Regions from separate parts of the Anas platyrhynchos genome. Here region 1 is linked to region 2. The links are chromatin contacts, called in public Hi-C maps. All regions are on one chromosome and are shown on one strand. The core of a region is the stretch at or near the end of the contact, and the rest is flanking DNA. Distances in the headings are between cores, read along the strand shown. Region 1 overlaps ETV6 (ETS variant transcription factor 6). Region 2 has its middle 15 kb from the start of BCL2L14.

What was found. A called contact is a pair of places that touch in the nucleus more often than the background predicts.
Region 1: a contact with region 2 is called in a Hi-C map of liver, with 2.3 times the contacts expected there. The contact joins two enhancer-like sites. A contact is called at or near these places in 2 of 8 Hi-C or Micro-C datasets (liver and skeletal muscle).

What each region holds. Positions count from the first base shown.
Region 1 is chr1:70,729,024-70,735,423 of IASCAAS_PekinDuck_T2T, reverse strand. ETV6 (ETS variant transcription factor 6) reads left to right here. Exons shown (of 8, transcript XM_038181037.2): 4 at 352-486; 5 at 5,228-5,770. Among named protein-coding and RNA genes, the nearest start is that of BCL2L14, 75 kb to the right of the region's middle. Within about 2 kb of position 4,248, at least 2 of the 8 cell types and tissues checked have an H3K27ac peak or open chromatin away from gene starts, as enhancers often do.
Region 2 is chr1:70,668,864-70,675,835 of IASCAAS_PekinDuck_T2T, reverse strand. No RefSeq gene overlaps it. Among named protein-coding and RNA genes, the nearest start is that of BCL2L14, 15 kb to the right of the region's middle. Within about 2 kb of position 1,890, at least 3 of the 8 cell types and tissues checked have an H3K27ac peak or open chromatin away from gene starts, as enhancers often do.

The DNA.
Region 1 (6,400 bases), core at 2,999-5,498, 57 kb before region 2:
AAAACTGAGGCTTTGATGAGAGAAGGTGGGACACTGCTTGTAAAGGTTTGGAACTCCTGGACAGGCAATTATGTAGCCTGAAAAGGCCCTGTATTGAGATTATAAGAGACTCTTCTCACACTCCCATTATTCCACAGTCATACACAGAGGTGTGACACGTGGCTTTTCTTTTTCTTTTTTTCCTTTCAGGGACGAATGTTGCAAAACAGTCAACTGCAGGATTTTACTTCAGGCATGTTTGCATCTGAAAATAGCACCCATGAGCCATGAATTCATACATCAGATGGCTAAATGAGTCTTCTCAGCAGTATGTAGGTGTTCATTTCCTTTTTCCTGCTGTTTGTCTTTCAGGCGATGTTCTGTATGAACTCCTTCAGAATATCCTGAAGCAAAGGAAAACTCGTATGCTGTTCTCACCTTTTTTCCACCCTGGGAACTCAATCCATGCTCAGCCAGAGGTCCTATTACACCAGAACCATGATGAAGGTAACTCTGTCTCATTCTTATGGGAGCTATTATTATAGAGGCCACTTGAGTAAGGCTGTGAGGAATGATGTCATTTTCTTGTTCCAAAGTTACTTAAATAGAGCTATTCTCCTCCCTTTGTCTTGATAGCTGTTAACAATCACCTGGTCTAGGGAGTCTACTATCTATTCTCCATTTATTTTCTATTATTCAGTCCTGCATCCAAAGCCTGCTTAAAAGCTATGCCAAATGTAGTTTAAAAAAACATGCCAGAAAGTTTTATTGACCCCATTCATTTCTCCTCATTCTCAGTTGGGTAGAAAAGGTGCATCATGGACTTTTAGTATCCTGTAGGTTCAACTAGATGCAATTGTTCGCAGAGCAGGAGAAAAGGCAACCTCAGAGAGGAACGTCTAACTCAAAGTTACTTCAGATGACAATCTGTCGGCATGCTATTCCTGGCACTGAGCCCATCCTGTTGCTCAGCTTTTGAAATGATTGAACAATTAATTTTGAGAAAAGTTTTTTGTTTTTTTTTTTCCCTGCAGGTTTTCTTTCATTTTTACCATCAGAAGTATTTGTTTAGTTTATTAGTTAGCCTTCTAGTAGTGTCCACACATACCATGCCTGTCATAGGAGGTGAAGAAAGAATAGATACGTGATTGGGGCATTGCAGATTTGGGCTTCCTTTATTCAGTATCAGCAGAGATCAAAATATAAGTATGTTTCCTTTAGTGGAAATTTTAGTTTTTATTTTTCTGGAAATAAACACACCAAAGAACTTCCTGGTTATCTCCAAACCCAGAAAAATATAAAGCTCAAGCTTTTCAAGAGGTCCTTTCAATGAAAGCACCAAATAGATTTCTTTTTTTTTTTAAATAGAAAATTAAATATATGAAAAATTAGTGTTTTTCCTTTTTTTAAATGAGGAGGATTAAAAACCAGAATTGGGCTAGGGTATCTCCCTATTCTCTGCTCAGTGGAGAAAAGATACACAAATTGTCTCAGAATTCAACATGGGATTGCAAAACAAGATTCAGAGGCACTGTCAGACCTGTACAAGGAGCCCATAGCCAGCCTGAGCAAGTCAGAATCAAAGGGCACCAGCAAAACTTTGAGACTAAGCCAAGAGCAGGACAGCAGCAGGTGGGATCAGGACACTCCAAAGCATTTCCACACAGCTGTGTAAATATTTCAGATTAGAAGAGGGTGCTGCAGGTTAGGATGAGATTGAATTGGCAAAGCTGTGCAGGAGAAAGTTGCCTAGTGTTTCAAGATAGGCATTTTGCAGCAGCCGTTATAAAAACCTCTATTTTTTTCCTGAAGTTTGACATTCACCCATAGTTTTCAGTTTTTAAATTTCAAACAGAAATACTAGCTGCCCTCTCAGACACCCATGCATTAAAGATACAGAGCAGCTGAACAAAATTGTTGAGTTTCAAACTAGAAAACCCAGAGGATTTCTGGGATGTTGAGTTGGTCTTTCACATGTCACTTAAAACATAAGCCCTTTGAATTCTTGTCCAACTTCTGACAGAGTACAGGATGCTTAAGAAACCATTCTCATTTCTCCTTCATGATATTCTCCTTTGTGACTACTAATAGTACCACTATATTTTTTGAGAGATATGTACTGTTACTTAAAACTTTCCGTACAATAACAAAAAATAGTTTTTGTTTTGGTACAAGAGGAACTTCAAAACAAACAAAAAAGACCACAGCTTGCCTGCCACATCCTCTGACCAACCAGAAAATCTTTATGCCAAAAATGTATAGGCAGGTGAATTTATTTATGTACTTTGACATTCCCTTTCTTCCTGTTCCACAAAGTCACGTGGGAGAAACTAGCACAATTAAGTTTACCGTTTTCCCTCAAGGGAATGCAACTTAGTTTAAAAAAATAAATAAATAAATGTGAGAGGCAGAGCTAAACCCTGCCTAATTTACAAACTGAGCAGAGGGGTCAGGTGTTTGTTTGGCACAATTATGAGTGGTTAAATTTCAGAGAAGATTTTTTAGAGTCTGTCCTTACTGCAGTGACCTTTTTCATTTTCCTCTTCTGGCTTTCTTGATAGATTATACAATACATTCATGATTCTGCTTCTAAATGCTTCAAGCATTTAATCCATCGTTAATCCAGAATCATCTGAGTCTGGATCAACATTTACATCTAATGTTCTTTTACTAACTCAAGCAAAGTGAGCTTGACTGAAAGCAGTTGACCTTTGAGGATATCTCCAAGGTGCATTGGCATTGGCTTGGAATCTGCCCTCCAGGCTTCAGTTTCTGGCCCTATAGAGGGATGAGCAATGGAGAGTGAATTATCTGCATCGCCAGTGGTCTTTCTGATGCAGCACTGAGTCATTTGATAGGATGCCATACAGGAAGCTTACACTGTCATTCCCTGCACTTCTTTTATGGGTAAGCACAGAGTGCCAGTCTTTGGGACTGCCACTGCAGTGACTGCTCACATCCACAGTGAGTGCAGCCCCACCCATCCCTGTGTGGATCGGATAGGTCAGCAATTTTCCTGAGCAACGATTTCCCTTTCACAGATTTCCCTTCAAGAAAAGACTGTTGGTTGCTCAGAATGAAGAGCCAGACTGAGGAATTAATCTATTCCTGCAGGAAATGATACACCATATGTGCTCGACTCACAGTCATCAGATGTGTGAAGGAATTAATGTGATGAGGATTTTATTCTGTTCAGGGCCATTTGTGGCAATGGAACTGCTTGGAGCTGAGTTTGAGTTTGGGTTGTTTTGTGGTAAAACACTTTCTCTTGTCCTATCCTGGCTCAGGATCACCATGGTTTGGAATTGGAGAGAGAGGTCTGCTTCTGTCTGGAGTTTGTCAGAGCCAACTAATGTTTGCAAAGAGCTCAGTGGAAAGCACAGCAAGACAATCCTTTCTGTTTTCAAGATAGCTGCTCCCCACAGACACGTCACTTCAAATAAGTAGGACAAACAGTACAGTATTCTGGTATACACTTACAGGCCAGGAATGAGCAGCGTGTATTTAAAAGTACAGTGACAGGAGTGGATAGTCTGCAGAAGATAGGACACTGATCACAACTTGGGGGGGAAGGGTATGAATACTTTCTGCTTTCTTTCAGTTGTGGCAAAGACTTTAAGAAATGACTGTCAAAGAGGTAGGTGCAGTTGTAGATTAATTCCTTTTCTTTGATCTTCACATCATTTTGGTTATAACATACTAGCTTGCCACTTTGTATTTAAAGCTGTTTGTGTTTAATCGAGAACAATACATGTCTCTGGAGTTTCTTTTCCTCCAGGTATTTCATTGTGAGTTTCTTAAATAGCTCTACAGATGTATTTTTCTTGTCTGGGACCTCAAGCATATGAAATAAGTGTTCTGAAGCCATGAAATTTTAGGTTTTCCTGGAGCCTTCAGTGTCCTTGTTTAGATGAGCAGTCTGTTGAGTAGGGGTAAAAGAGTTAATAGGAAAGCTGGTACTGTGTCAATGCCTGGCACCGCATTTTCTCAGAACTAGAGCTTTTCCTGTCCATACCTTTCTCTAGGTACATGTTGGTCCTGCTCCTGCTGCCTGCCTGGGTTCCTGGATGGCAGGAGCCCCTGGATTTCCTGCACACCTCTACAGGGTCTTCAACGGGTATCACTGCCTTGGCAAGAAAGCAAGAGAATCGTTTTTTACAGAGGATCAGAGCAAATGTAGTGAACAAACAGGCAGCCACAAATATGCAGCTACTTGTTTCAATTGTTGACATGTACCCAGCAGTTTCCTTCTGTTATCATCCAAGGCTTTCAACAAACAGCATTGAAATTTGATCTTTGTTTTTCAGATAAAAACCTGTTAGTCAGTGCTCCCTGGTGGTATTTTCCTCTCTGTCAGTAATTTCCCCAGTCAAAATTGATGGCCTTAGCTAAGCTGAAAGTGTGCACTGTTCATGCCAAACATTTCATTTTGTGAGGGGATTATTAGTGTCTAAAGACAGTGATCCAGATACATGATTTATCCCCCCCTAACTGTTAGGAATCACAGCCAAGGAAGTATGGCCATGCAAAAGTGACACTGGAAGTCGTCCTGCTGAAGAAATATAAGAGCTTATGTGGGACAAGGCAGCACAAGCTAACTCCAGCAAGTTGAAAATATCCATATGAAGTTGTTAACACTTTTAAAATCAAGGCAGGGATACAATTTAGCTAGCATTTCATGAAGAGCGGCCTACCAGTGAGTTTTCTTGGATAACCCAGTCCATATTTCACACTAAGATTCTGTGCCCTGACCCAAATCTCTAGCATCCCAAGCTTATCACTCAGTATTTTTCAGGAGACATTTTTCTTTTTTTATCTCTGTCCTCTACCTTGCAGTGCTCATTGTACAGTAACAGGAACCACACATAGAGATGTGAATGACAGGATGAAAGTTCCAAAGCAGTTGTACAGAAATACAGTTAGTGTAGCTAGATCAGCTCTTACTTTCTTCACAAGTGTTCCAGTCAGCTACTCAAAATGGGATTTCTCTTAACACATTTCCCCAGGAGCTACTCATATGTGGTGGTGGATGGAGATTGTTTTTGTGGTACTGATTTTGTTCAGTATAGTAACAACTATCTACATTTACATGGTATTTTTCAGTGGATCTGTAAGTCACACACAAAAAAAAACAAAAACATTTTCCAGCTAATAGCAGTACCCAGTAAATCCAGCTAGTAGTTTAACAGTTAGATCCTATAGCTTGATCATGATATAAACTCTATTTTTTTTTTGTTTGTCTCCACAGATAACTTTGTCCAGAGACCTTCAAGACCATCCACAGAAACAGTCCACCACAGTACCCCAACCATTGAACTGTTGCATCGTTCTAGATCACCCATCACCAACAACCACCGTCCATCACCAGACCCCGATCAGTGGCCACTGAAGTCCCCTATGGACAACACTATCCGTCACCTCTCCCCAGCTGACAGAATGCCAGGGTCAAGGCATCAGCAAGAGAACAACCACCAGGAGTCCTATCCTCTCTCAGTGTCCCCAGTAGAAAACAACCACTGCCCGCCTCCTCCTGAGGTGCTCCAGAAGCCTTCCAGCCCTCGCCAGGAGAACACCAGGGTCATCCAGCTGATGCCCAGCCCTATCATGCATCCTTTGATACTGAACCCCAGGCACTCCGATTTCAAACCTCCAAGGTTGTCTGAGGATGGGCTGCACAGGGAGGTAAAGCCAATCAACTTGTCCCACCGAGAAGAGTTAGCTTACATGAACCACATCATGGTGTCTGTATCCCCTCCTGAGGACCATGCAATGCCAATAGGAAGAATAGCGGGTAAGTGACATTTTCTAGGCTACACCAAAGTTGACACTCTTCATTCATAACTTAAGATACTGTGTGTTAATAGCTTCTCATTTCCTTTTGCCACTCTGCGACCTCCCTCAGAAATTACTGGCATTCTTCAAGTTTCACCACATCTGTGGTTTAGGCAGTTAAGTATGATTAAACCAGTTTCATGGCAGGTAAGCAAAGATGCAGTGACATGCTTGTGACCATGGAATGCATGATTAGTAACAGTGAAACACTTGTGTCCTGACACTTAATGCTTCTTTACCCACTAGCAATCCATTTATTTCCCAAGATACCTATCTCCAAAGGCTTGTCCTACAAAGAGTTTTTCAAGAGTTGCATTCACACTAGTGTTGAGCCCTATGGAAAGGCAAACACCTTCTGTCGGTTGCCTTTGAGACAATACAGTGTCAAGCCTGCTATGATAGAGATGGTGGGACTAATGAAAGCTCACCTCAGAGTCCTACCTTGTAGGCTTTCCTGTGCTTCTTACGCTAGGATTGTCCCTTTTTACGGAAACAAGGTTGCCTTTGTCCCACGCAAACCACAGTCATTGTCTCACTTTTGTTATCGTAAATAACTGACATCACAACAGCTGAATCAGGAAGCTGAGGT
Region 2 (6,972 bases), core at 641-3,140:
GAGATTTACCAGAAGTGCAATATTCAAAAGTGGACTTGCTGCTTTCAATAACACTTTCTTGCACCCCGTGGGAACCACTTAACCTTTGGGGGGGGGGGGGGGAAAAAAAAAAAAAAGAATCCCTGGATTTGGGTAGGGCACTAAGTCTTGTGCCAAGGGCTCGCACCTTGTACAGGAAGTCATAAGGATAAATCCTTCCCTGGCCCCAGACTGCCACAGCACTGAGCCTTGCCAGAAAGCAAAGCTGCTACGTGAACTGCTTATTAGCCCGCAGTTCTATCAGCATGTGGAGATCAGGCACTGGAGGATGTGGCTGTTTCACACCCGTTCTCCTATACTAAATATTTAGAAAACACACTGGCACCAGAATCCAAAATGCGTATTCCCTATCAGCCCCTTACTTTCCACTTATTTTACACTGCAGAGGTGAGCAGTTTATCTGCCCAAGCTGTATTCCTTTTATTATCATCACTACAGTCATTTATGGGGCTGGGGGGATTAAAAATCATTTTGGCAAGAGTAGCTGGCAGAGTAAGAAGCAGATAAGTAAATTTCAGTTAGGGCTACATTTCCAAAAGATGAATTTTGAACATGTGGTTGTGCAATTGCCTGTGCAAACAGAGCGTTATTTTCCTAATTACATAATATTTGTAAAGCACTCAGAAAACCAAATGGCTAAGCACACATCGAGAAATACTAGTTACAGAAGTTTGTGGCTAGTGGTGATGAGCGTCTAGAAATAACAAGTGGGTACTTCAGACATACACCTAATGTCTGAACCATCTATGCAGGGCTCCCTGTTGCAGCAACACCCACTGCTTCACCCTCCAGCCCCTGTACACTGTCAGCATGCCTGCTCTCAGAGAGCTCCAGCAGCTCAGCTCATTTGGAGAATGCCTGTTTTTAGGGTGAGGAATGGCTCTGCCTTTGCTGTGTGCATGTGCCTTGCACAACAGAGCCTTTGTCCCTGAAGGCAGCATTGCAGGTCAAATAACAAATACTAGTAAGTGCAGAGTTGAGGTACCTCACTCCTTTCTTCCTCAGCCAACAGGAAACCCCCACATCTCTCTTGTCATTGATATTTATTCAGTTGAACTGCAGCAGCACCCAGCTGACTAGTCATGAACCAGAACTCAGCTGTGCTAGGTGCTATACAAAACACCTCACAGCCTCCCTCTGAGAGCTGATGCTCTTAGAAGTGAAAGGGGAGTGCTCCCAGCAACCCCATCCAGGCACACCATGCCCACTCGCCTCCTGCCCTCAGTTTAGCTCCTGAAGCCCCCAGCACGGTACCAGGAGCTCAGACCCTGAGCTTCCCAGGTGGACGAGGACAAAGAGCGGTATTGACATGGCATGTCTTACATGGGTCTTCAGCAGCGTCCACTGGCAAATGAACAGAAATAAATGGAGCAGGGCTGGTTCCAGGGGAGAGCCTTTCTAGGCTGCTCAGGGGTTTCCTGAGATGGTGGAAGATCCAAGAAGATTCCCCCAAAAGGTGATGTGTTGTTTTTTGTTTTTTGTTTTTTGTTTTTTTTTCTTTTACTCCAGAAGTCACAGGAAATCTCCAGATTACTCATCCCTTCCCAGGAACCCTGGCTGGAAAAAAATCAAGGGGCCTCACTATTTTCCTACAAACACACACACACACATGCACACACACAAAGGAGCCCTGCAAAGACCTTAACACCAGCTGTGCTTGCCCTTGCCAGAACTTCCTGAATCCACCCCCGTTTACCCTAGCTTGCCAAGCAATGCAAATATTTGAGAGGCCACCTCGTTTCCGCAGCGTCTGATGTAAAAATCCGCATCAAATCCAAGCAGTAAAGGCTGTGACTCACAGCTACTCTGCAGCCAGAAGTCCTGTCAGGCAGGCCAAGCTTTTATATAGCAGGAGGTCACTGGAACACACTCTGGCTCACCTCTCTCATCGATCAAAAGAGTGCAACCACTTAGACACATCTCCTGCTTGCCTTCCCTTTTTAAAGTCAAATGCTGAGGAGCTGCTTCCGAGTAGGCAGAGAACAGTATGACACAGATACAATATCGCTGGGAAAGAAAATTATGTTTTGTCTTAGCAACTGCTGAAACTTACAGCACTGATGAGTTCAGCCATGTAACCCGGAGGCTGTGGTCAAGAGAAACTTGAGTCAGAAGGCTAGATTTCAGTTCCTGCCTCTGCTACTGCCCTGCTGTTTGATCTTGGGTTAGTCACTTCACCGCCCCTGGAAATAAGGTCCTTCTCTGATGAATACTGCTTGGGAACAGTCTGGAGATTAACAAGAGAGTAGAAGAGTTTGTTGGCATTTGCAGCTGGGTCCCAGGTCAAGGAGAAAGTAACAGCATATTGCTGCAAGGTCTACACAAAAGATGGGCGGTGAGGAAGAGTGAGGTAGAAACGGATGCTCTAGTAGATGTAGTAGACATCACGGTGCCAAAAAAAGGACTAACAAAATAGGGACTTGCCCCTGTTCCACACACACACACACACACACACACACATTGGGAATGTAGAGCTTCTGGGCTTCCAGCAGGCTGAACAAGCAAGACATGCCTCATCACAGAGTCCCCCAGGATGTGACCTGCCTTTCATGCTTCAAGGGTCAAATCTTTTACCACATCAGCAATCCCACACATTCAGGAACCATGAATCAGGGCTTCAGAAGTTCTAAGTCTGACTTCAACTTTCCAAAGTTTCCAAAGCATGCCTTTGTACACTCTTTTCTTTCTAGATGAGCACCCAGATTATTTTCAATATCCAATTGACTCCAGAAGTTGTAACTGGTGATCTGTTTGTAAGGGTACAGAATGGGTCAGAGTATGGCCTCCTTCAGTCTTAGTGTTGCAAAAACCTTTTCTGCCAATTTGCAGTTCTGCAGCGGACCACATCTACTACATAAAGGAAATAACTGCTGCCTGACTGAAGACTCAGAAATAACATAATCAATTGAGATTTTTTTTTCTTTTAGGTCTTATTTATACCTCAGAATTGTACTGGTTTAAAATAGGTTTACCTGGCTGCTTCTAAAGCTATAACCTTAGCAGACTCCTGAGCAAAAGCAGTGAAAATCTGACAACATCATAGAATCACAGAATGGTTGGGGTTGGAAGGGACCTTAAAGCTCATCCAGTTCCAACTCCCTGCCATGGGCAGGGACACCTCCCACCAGACCAGATTGCCCGAAGCCCCATCCAGCCTGGCCTTGAACACCTCCAGGGATGGGGCATCCACAGCTTCTCTGGGCAGCCTGTGCCAGTGCCTCACCACCCTCTGAGTGAAAGAATTTCACCCTAATAACTAATCTAAAGTAATCACGTCTTTTAGTTTAAAACCATTACCCCTTGTCCTATCATGACACTCCCTGAGGAAGAGTCCCTCCCCATCTTTCCTGTACATCCACTTTAAATACTGGAGAGCTGAACACATTACTCAGGTAGGCTTCACGGTCATTCATGAAGCCTTACCCTGGTGTTGATTGCTCCTGCAAAACCCCAAGCTAAGCCACAGTGGTTTTCCCTTTACGAAAAAGGAGCAGTAGTAAGCAGCCTGGTGCAGGTCTTCTCTTTAAATACAGGGCTACATTTACACATGCTGCTACAGCATGTAAACTTTAGGTGTGTACTGTTTGGATGGTCAAGGCCCCAACACCTGACAAAAATCTCAAGCCAAAACGTGGGTTTAACAGACTCATCTTCATGCTTGCAGGAAGTTTAAAGTACAGCAGTGGTCATTCCTGGAATGGAGATTAGTTTCCTGATCCATAGTTTCTGATGTAAATAGCTTTTAGCATTAAAGGATGACAGGTTTGTTAAACTACAGGACTGAAATGAGTGATGTCTCTGTGAGTGAGATACAGCTGAGTTATCCTTGAGGCAAGCACATTAAGAAAATTTTGAACTTACTGAAGAAAGGTAAAAATAGAGTTATGGGGGAAAAAGCAGAACTAGATATTTCTTAGGAAAAATGTCTTGCAGAAGAGACCCAAAATTAAGAGAGAGTTTCAGAGATTCAGAAATTAGTTTCAGAGACTCTGAGCATTTTCATTTCCCATGATATTCTCTATAAAGGGCAATGTCAGTGACAGTTCTTCTTTAATTGCGAGTTTTTCATCACCACTGCAGACCATGGTTTGCAGCTAGTCCATTCCTATCACTGTGCATGTAACCGCTCAACTAGTGGTTTTGTAGAGCACCGGAGGCTGTGACCTAAGCAGACAAAAATGTGCTGAAATGTAAACTAACATATTTGGTAGGGATGTAACACAAAAGAGTTACAGAGGTTATTACAGTTTTGCAGATATGGACACAACAGAGAAGCAGCTCCTTCCATGGCATTGCAAACCCTTAGGGCTTACACATTATGAACCGGCTCCCAAAGCTAAGAGACAAAAATAATTCCCATAATATTTCTTTCTATATTTGCCTTCTGCAGTTTACATTTTCAAGATTTTCTTTTTAAGCAAGGGTTATGAGTTTACATTAAAAACATAGTGGAAGTTTAATCATGTGGTTCCAGGAACAGGATCTTAATAAGGAAAAAAAAAATACATTTTTCTCCATCTATGTAATTCATACCAGATAACCACCAATATTTAAAAGTAGTGCTCCTTCCAAGTAAAACCTGGGATAACCTCGAGACAGAAGCTCACTGCAGGAGCTGAGCAGGTTGTGATGAGAGAAAAAAAGGGGGAAAGGCAGTGTATTTGGCAAAACTGGCAGGTTTTTGGTGGCAGGTGCTTTGGGGCTGACCTGTGTGGGAGGAGGCCACGATCAGTCCTGGGTCAGTCATAACTGCCTCCCATGGCTTTGAAACAGTTGGGAACAGCCCACAGTGAGCCAAAACTCCAACCAAAAGAGCACGTGGCACCTCCACTCAAATGTATTTAAGAATGAACAGCAGCCATTAGTAGAGGAGTTAGGTGAGGAGGTGAGTTTGGAGACACATAAAGAGACAGATGGAAATATATGAAGAGAGACATGGAGGAAACATGGAGAAGATCTGTGAAGAGATATGTGAAATGGCACACTAGGAGAAATGGAGGGGAATGTGGAAGGAGATATTGTTGGGGACACAGCTGGAGATACACTCCTGGAAGACGACAACCCACACAGTAGAGGGAACAACACTGAGAGGCTGCAGCCCACAGAGGTTCCATGCTGGAGCAGCAGTACCAGGAAGCCTGGAGGAGCCCTCACTAAGAAGCAAAGACCAGAGGATAAAAACCTTTACAAACACAACCCCGGCGTCCCATGCCACTGTCACCTCATTGAACAGACTGGGAGGGACTGAGGGTAACCTGCAGAGAAAGCCAGGGGAGTTCAGCCTAGGAAGGTATTTGTTGGAGGATGAGCCTGTGAAAGGGGCAGGAAAGGAGCTTATGTAAGCAAGTGTTCATTTAATTGCTTGTGTTTTCTTCCCTCCTCCACCCTAAAAGAAACTTTTGATCACTGATTTGGGTAAACCAGCAATAAACTAAGTAGCAAAAAATTCCCAAGTCAAAACTCTTCTGCCTTCAACAGGAGGCTGCAAGGCAATCTTTCCTCTGCCTAAACTCACATGTAACCCATCCTGCTGCTGAATGACAGTGGGGGGGTGGAGGTGTTGTTTTTTTTTTTTCTTTTTCTGCTCTTAAAAAAGTACAGATAGCACATAGTTTATCCACCTTGTAGCTTATTACAAGAGCTGCAAGAGTGCTTCATCTTGCTTCCTGTCTCATACTGGTGCACAGCACAATCATCTAGTATGCCTTCCTAGGCCCAGCCCTCTAAATTTGTTGAAGCCATGCAGCTATTCCCTTATAAGGTTCATTTTGCAGCTACCCATTTCTTGCGATGTCTCCCTGCTTTCCAGTGGTTTTATTTTCCCCAAACTTTCCTTGCTTCGTTCCAGTGAATAGGGTAGAGTCTACCAAGTAGCTTTGTTTCTTTAAATTTGTCACTAATTCCCTCATAGACCTGAAATTATAAACAGCTGTCTACAAAAACACAACTGCTTCTAGAGTAACTGACGTTAAGGAAGCACAGAGAGGGTTATGACTTCAGCCTGTGCATAGGGAGGGAGACAGGGGTGCAGAAAACAAAGATCTTGTTTCAGTGCAGATTATCCCAGCATGAGCAACAGAGGGACATATGGGATGCACAGCCAATTCCTTATAAAGAAAATGCCTCTCAGTTTATTCAGGGTGATCCAGAAAACAAAACAAAACAAAACACACAAACAAATAAAAAAACAACAACAGCAACAGAAAAGCAGGTTGTGTCCATCCCCCGTCCGTCCCCTCCCCGAGTCCCCAGGTACCCAAGCACATGCCAGAAAGAAAGGCTATGCAGAGCCACCTATGCAGATGCCCATAGAGCTTGCCAAGGAGCAGATGCCTTGGGCAGTAAATTAGCTTCAACAGTTTGGCCTCTGGGGCCATGTGACTGCTTCCAAAAAATGCAGAAATGAGGGGAGAGGTACCCTGGTACTGAGCACTAGTCTGAGTAGTACCTGGCCAGTATCAGCCATTTTGAAATGCTATTGCATTAACCCATCTGATGCTCAGGAGTCAAGATTTTCCAGACTTACACAGAAGCACAAGAAAAGCATAAAGGTTATTTTGGTTAGCAAAATTAGCTCTAAATAAAACCCAAAGCTATTTCCCTGCAAACTTTCTGGAACATCTTGTGGAGAAATGCAATTGCTAAGTAAGAAACATGATTGGCCATTAGTGTGCATGCTTTCAAGGTTTAACTTCTGTATAACTTATGAAATTACTGTATTAATTTGGACTTGGACTTTTCCTACAAGTGCACTGATGATTCTTGCCAATTGATACTCAGTGTTTCCCATCTGCCAATATCCACATGTCCTCAGCATTCCTATTCATAAAACCAGTGCCCATTCTGGTACTTCTGTCTGCCAAAGGAGAGCTCTTTTCTATTTCAGGCAGCCACAACTGCCGTATGATAAACATGTGAAAAGAGAGAATCCCA